Regions from separate parts of the Mus musculus genome. Here region 1 is linked to region 2. Evidence: chromatin contacts called from public Hi-C data. All regions are on one chromosome and are shown on one strand. Each heading gives the region's core, a stretch centred on a gene start, on an enhancer-like site or on the middle of the called end of the contact. The rest is flanking DNA. Distances are from core to core; before and after follow the strand shown. Region 1 overlaps Slit3 (slit guidance ligand 3). Region 2 overlaps Slit3 (slit guidance ligand 3).

The links. A called contact is a pair of places that touch in the nucleus more often than the background predicts.
Region 1: a Hi-C map of cerebral cortex shows a contact between it and region 2, with 2.6 times the contacts expected there. The contact joins two enhancer-like sites. A contact is called at or near these places in 2 of 484 Hi-C or Micro-C datasets (cerebral cortex and embryonic stem cells) and 1 of 9 other capture datasets (embryonic stem cells).

Annotation. Positions count from the first base shown.
Region 1 is chr11:35,678,360-35,681,449 of GRCm38.p6, reverse strand. Slit3 (slit guidance ligand 3) reads right to left here. Exons shown (of 36, transcript NM_011412.3): 29 at 1,955-2,048. Among named protein-coding and RNA genes, the nearest start is that of Gm46278, 3.3 kb to the right of the region's middle. Within about 2 kb of position 1,374, at least 13 of the 459 cell types and tissues checked have an H3K27ac peak or open chromatin away from gene starts, as enhancers often do. A contact at or near this core is called in cerebral cortex, where this site is marked.
Region 2 is chr11:35,260,159-35,263,480 of GRCm38.p6, reverse strand. The region is part of intron 4 of Slit3 (slit guidance ligand 3); the gene reads right to left. Among named protein-coding and RNA genes, the nearest start is that of Gm46277, 26 kb to the left of the region's middle. Within about 2 kb of position 1,615, at least 26 of the 459 cell types and tissues checked have an H3K27ac peak or open chromatin away from gene starts, as enhancers often do. A contact at or near this core is called in cerebral cortex, where this site is marked.

The DNA.
Region 1 (3,090 bases), core at 125-2,624, 420 kb before region 2:
ATTCACTGGGAGGGCCCCGGTTTCTCCGGTGGAACCTTGACGTGCTCCTGAGAGTAGGTACTGCATGGAGTTCTCATTGTACACAAGTCTTCGTTATTATTTTCAGGGCCTCTGAGCAGATCTGCCTAACACTGAGACCTCATTAAAGTGTTTCCAAGGATCAGCAAAGGTCACCCTGACTGTATCACTGCCTCTTATTAGTATCCCTCTAGGCTGTGGGACATCAGGTGTTTGATATCAGGAGGGAGACACAATAATAAAATGCCTCATTGGGAGAACAGACTATTGTTTTGAATATATTTGATTATAAATACTACCATTACTGATTTGGCTTCCAGACTTTCTGAGACACTGTCTCCTGGGAGACAGGACATATAAGTAAGATGACTCAAGGAAAGCTTGGCTGGTGCCTTTCTTTCCTATCTTGTCCCAGATGCAAGGGCCCTTGATTATAGTCCAGGGTGAGGTTTTCAGAACAAGAGTCAGAGGACAGAAATCTAGCATCTCTACCTCTCTGTGTCCATACTCACCCTGACCAGTTTCAAAGCCACTGACCTCTAGGTTCGCTGTTTAATTGATCTTGAATATTTGTCTCCCCATTCGTATAGCCAAGGGCTAGTCACCTCTGTTCTGTATAGCTGAGGGCTAGTCACCTCTCACTGTTCCCTCCTAGCACACTAAAGCCCTTTGCCTGACAGTCTGGGCATCTCTGTTTGGGTTTGAATTTTGCACATTTCTTCTTTCCAGTTTGCACGTCACACAGTTTCATTCACCTGCAGTACACAGCCTTGTATTTAGTAAATAGAAGCTTTCAATTGATGTTGGATCCTGGGGTGGTGGGAGTCTGGGGGTCTGCTCAGGTGACCACACCTCCTGAAACTCCTGCCTAGCATATCTCAGTGAGGCACAAGCAGACAGGTAGACGTGAATGGGGTGGCACACAGAGAAGCTGTGGTTTCTTTTATCTTGGCAAAGCCACAGGCCTCACACCTCTTCCAATAATCCCCTTAGAGATGAGCAATGAGCCCATGATGTCCTCACAGGAAAGGACAGAAAAGATCTGGGGGAGGTGGCTCAGTGGGTAAAACCCTTGCTGTGTAAGTCTGAGGACCCAAGTTTATATCCCCCAGAACCCACATAAAAGCCAGCCACGGCGCTGCAAACTTCAGGCTTAGTGAGAAACCCTCGGCCAACAATCCACATCAACATGTGGCCTGCACACATGCCAAGCTGCTGAGTGCACCCACACACACATGTGCACACACACAGAGAAAGAAAGAGATGACATATGGCAAGATACATTTGGGCTCAGGAACTGGGTGTGCTTCCTGGGCTGCCTCCTCCTAACTGGAAATTGCTCACGTGGTTCTCTGTTGCTGTTGGTGATGGAGGAGACAGCTTCACCCAGGGCAGTGTTGCTGAACTGAGTCAGGACTCCCGGTCCCATCTCCTCCCTCCCACAGCTGCCATAGTCTAGCAAACTTTCTGTGGCCATGGGGAAATAGGGACCACCAGGAAGGCTATACATTGGGGAGGTGACCAGACACCCTTAGGATGGTGAAGCTACCTCTGATGGTTCCTTCTGTGGATGCCTTATTTCAGCTCTAGGAAGGAGAGAGATGCTAAGAAAGAGAGGAGAAGGTGGGAGAAGAGAATGAGAGGGCAAAGGGAGGGGAAGAGGAAGAGGAAGAGAAGGCATATCCACCTCTTCATCCTTTTCTATCACTAGAAGAATCCAGAGAGGAAGAAACTGTAAACGATAAAAGCAACTTGGGGAAACATGAGCAGGCCTGGGTATAGGCCAGATAGAGACACGCATGAGTACAGGAGCAAGGAAGACGGGTGACTGGTTGTGCAGGGGGTGACAGACACTACCTGACCCAGGGACTCAAACCCAGGCTGTTGGAGGGAGAGTCCTCAGGGCTCTCTGCCAGAGCATGAAGCCGGGCCTTACCTGAATCCTTTGTCCAGGGAGATGCACTTGGCCTCGTGCTGACAGAGGTTCATCTCGGGCACACAGTAGTCAATCACCTCATCACACAGCTCCCCTGGAGGTCACAGGGAAGAGAAGTCAGGCATCAGCGAGGATACTGGGCATCGCCAAGGCCACAGGGTTGTATTTGACCCACCCTGGGTCGTAAGTCATGGACACCAGGAACCCTACATTCTTTTCTTAGTTTATCCTTTCTGTGGCACTCCTGACTCAGTTTCCCTAGAGAGAGACAATGAGAAGGTCCCTGGAGTCTCTCTTGGACAGTCAGCACCATCTGGCTGTTCCTAGAGTTGTTGCAGCAGAAGCACAGGGCAGACCCTGACTTTGGGCTGTGCTTGTCCCCTCCCTTTCTTACCTCCTGTGTAGTGAGTATTGTCTGTCTGCACTGGAGGCACTGTACCAGGTGCTGGGAACACAGCAATGGCCAGTTCTTACCTTCTCATTGCTTAGTGAGCGTTATCTGAGGCCAGGTAGGCAGTTACTATTCAGCATTGTAAATGGGAAGGTAAACTGTGGATGCAGAGGGAGATCTACAACCCTGCTGAGGCCAGGGGAAGCTTCCAGGGGAAATGGGCCAGGCATGCTATATCTTCTGTGGGCAAGAAAGCCCTTTGTGGGAAACAAAATACAGAAGCAAATACAGAGACAAAGTGTAGAGTAGAGACGGAAGGAAAGGCCATCCAGAGACTGCCACACCTGGGGATCTAGGCCATATATAGACTCCAAATGTAGACAGTATTGTGGATGCCAAGAAGTGCATGTTGACAGGAGACTGATATAGCTGTCTCCTGAGAGGCTCTGCTAGAGCCTGGCAAATACAGGGGCGGATGCTTGCAGCCAACCATTGGGCTGAACAAGGGGTTCCCAATGGAGGAGTTAGAGAAAAGACTGAAGGAGCTGAAGGGGTTTGCAACCCCGTAGGAGGAACGACAATATCAACCAACCAGACCCCTCAGAGCTCCCAGGGACTAAACCACCAACCAAGGAGTACACATGGTGGGACTGATGGCTTCAGCTGCATAGGTAGCAGAGGATGGCCTTGTTGGGCATCAATGAGAGGAGAGGCCTTTGGTCCTGTGAAGGCTCGATGCCCCAGT
Region 2 (3,322 bases), core at 366-2,865:
ATGAACTACCAACCTTTGTGACCACTAAACTTGCAGAAAGGTTTCCTTCTGCTGTGGGACCATGAAAAAAGCTCAGAGAAAGGCTTTTACTAGCCAAATATCCCTGAAGAGTTTTAAGAGATTTGTTTTTCTTCTCTCCCCCTTTTAGACATAATTAATCAAATAGCCAACCTGTCCCTTCCTTTCCTCAATGAAACATTTCTAAAGGCGTAAGCTAGAGGAATGGGTTGAAGGAACACCACCTCGTCCCTCCCAGGGGCCCAGTGTGGGATGACATTTGGTTCATTTGTCATCATATTTGATGTTTCCACATTTCATGGCTCTGTTTCAGGCCAAAGTCATCAAGCAAGCAAACCATGGGGGGCTCTCTTGTTATATCCATACTCTTGAAGGGCTATTGTTCCATGCCACCTCAACTGTAAGGGATCTGGGTCAGCATTTCCCCCTTTAGGGCTTTCATGAGGTGGAGACTTTCATGTCTCACCTTGCAGAAAGGGAAGGAAAGGGCAGAAAGCTTCGGAGGTGGTGACTAAAACAGCTTTGAGATCATGCCAAGGCCCAGTGGCATGGACTGGTTTTTCTCTCTATGTTTCCTGGAATGAAAAGCGAATTTTTCTAGCTTCTCTCTCCCTCCCACATCCCCAACCATCTCTCAGCTCCTGGCAGTGCCAGTGCACACATCCAGGGATAACGCTCAAAATCGCCTCCTTCTCCTTTGACAATAATATAAGGCAAACCATTTGGCATTCGAGAGGCACCCCAGTTGCCTGACCCCTGGCAGGGTCCCAGGGGATTTGTGGTTGACAGCTAATCAGAGCCCTGGCCATAGCCATTTCCCATGACATAGCTGGAATGCTCCCACTGCCCGTCCTTCAGTTACTCGGCCAGGCTGAAACTATTTGCTCCCCTCCCACCCTGTCCATCACCGTCCTTCCTCAGGCTGAGCCTCCTTACCACCCGCTGGATAGACTCTCAAGGCTCTGCATGGGAGAGCAACAAACGTCGCTCTGCTTTTATTATTGACCCGCAACCCACCTCTTGGACTCCTACAACCAACAGGCCTCTTTCAAGCATCCTCCTCTTGAGCAATGATAAACTTCAATGCCAGAGGGGTAGAAAGAGAACAAGCCACTCTGGGCTAACCAGACTGGTATTAGAGGGGTGGCCAAGCGTGGGATTTCCAAGTGGTGGTCATAAAACATGCATCGTTGTTATTTATGGTTAATCTGCCTAGGAACTGGAAATAGAAACATTTCACCGCTCTTCTTCTGCAGGCAATTCTTAGCTTACCTGGGGATGGGAAAGTCTTGTTGATGACAAGCCAGGTGCCATATTCTGCCCAGGGGCTGAATGTGGTGACCAGGAGCCAGACTGCCTGGGTTCCTGCCCAGCTGCACAGACTGACTAGCTGGGCGATCCCAGGTAATTTATAGAATGTCTCTGGACTTTAGCCTACCTCTCTGTACAATGAAGGAAATCTGAGGAAAGGACTACCACACGCGCCTGCCATGGGAACTGTGTATATTTGCAAACCAGTGCCTAGCACATGGTGAGTGCTGCTTCGGTGCTCGGAAAAGAAATGCTATAATGAGATGTTCAGCATAGATATGCAAATGTGACATTCTGAACATTTTCATGACTGGATAGCATTACTCGGCATTCTTTACTGAGGATGCTCCTGACATCTTGGGAGTCTTACAGAGCTTCCTGCGGTCAGAGTAGGGTTTGATGCTGCTTCGCCTTCTGTTACGATAGTGGGTCTCAGTCTGGGGCCCCTGCCCACCTTGGAAAGTGGAAAGAAATTCAAGGCCCTCCAGCTCCACCCAGAACTCCTGACTCAGCCATCCTGGGACCGAATCCAGGAATTTGTTGTAACAAGCCCTCCAAGAGACTGGGAGGTAGGATGTTTAAGATATGCCCTAGATCACCAAGTTCCCATTTGAGGGGGAGAAATAAGGTCCCTTCCTTCCTGCCCCAAGGTCATTATGCAAAGTGAACGTAAGTGTAGGGCCACAGCCACTTCGGGTGGATCTGTATAAGCTGTTCTGTGCTGGATGTTGTGGGAATGTCGACCATGGAGGAGCATATCCCCGAATTGTGTAGAAAAGCCAAGTGTGGACACAGTTACCTAAGACATGGACCACCCTGGAAGTCAACACATCAAGATCCAGAGGCTTCGGGTCAAAGGAAGCCAGGCCTGTATCTCTACAAGTGAACTTGGGGAAGTCACTTAATCTCACTGTGCCTGGCTCCCCTCCTCTCTGAAACTACTCTAAGGATGAAATCAAGTCAGAGCCATGGCCTTGTAGGTAGAGACACAGGGCTTAGTGGGCTAGGGTCAGAATGAGCATCTACTACCAAATGATCCATGATTCATCTCATGATGAGGATGTTGCCTCTGAAGGAGGAAGCTACAGGAATGGGACTTAGACCCAGGGAAATTCTCAGAAGATGGACACGAAGGAGGAAAAACAGGTTGCTACAGATTATTAGAAAAGGAAATTATCAGGTAAACCAAATCGACTCCATCTATAGGCTCTCTGCTTTGCACAAACTAGCCTTAAGCTAGGGAATCCAACAGCGAAGATGGCCCCCATCCCAGATGTAGGCTTTTGATGTCAGGCTCTGCTCGCCTTTCCCCCTCATGACTCACATATAGCGGGGAACAGCTGAAAAATATTGACCTTATAATTTTCCCACAGTTCCCTACTGCTCTGTAGTCTCAGAACTGCATCAAAGTAAGTGCACAGATAGGATGAGCTATGAGCTCAGAGTGCAACCGCATGAGCCTTTGGCTCAGAGCTGGGTAGGAAGATTGGATGGGATACTTCATTCTTATCTGTATAAGGAGACACTATATAGGTATTACTCTCCTGAGCCACAGAGGGACGTGCACATCTTTCGGGCTTGTCACTCTCAGGCTAATTTTCCTATAAAGTCTCTACGACTTTTGCCCTGTTAAGTCTTCCAAAAGCTTAGGTACAAAGGGGAAGGGGAAAAGGGGCATGGGAGAAGGTAGTAGACCCATCTCCAGTGAGCCCTGACAGTCCTGAGCCCACCCGTGTCCCAGTGATTTATACTCTGGTAAGATTTTTAGCAAATCAAGATGCTTGAGATGTTCTCTTTCAAAGCAGGGGAAAGCAACCCCAGACATCTAAACAGACCACATACTTGTGAGTCTAGCCTATTGTTTTAGAATTTTTGTGGAAGGCCTCTAAATGCCACCCTCAGACTCCCCACAGAGACTGTAACTGTACTGAGTAACTGTAAGGCAGAGAAGATGGGATGGAAAGAGTTTCTTTGAATCCAACTCCCTTAGAGA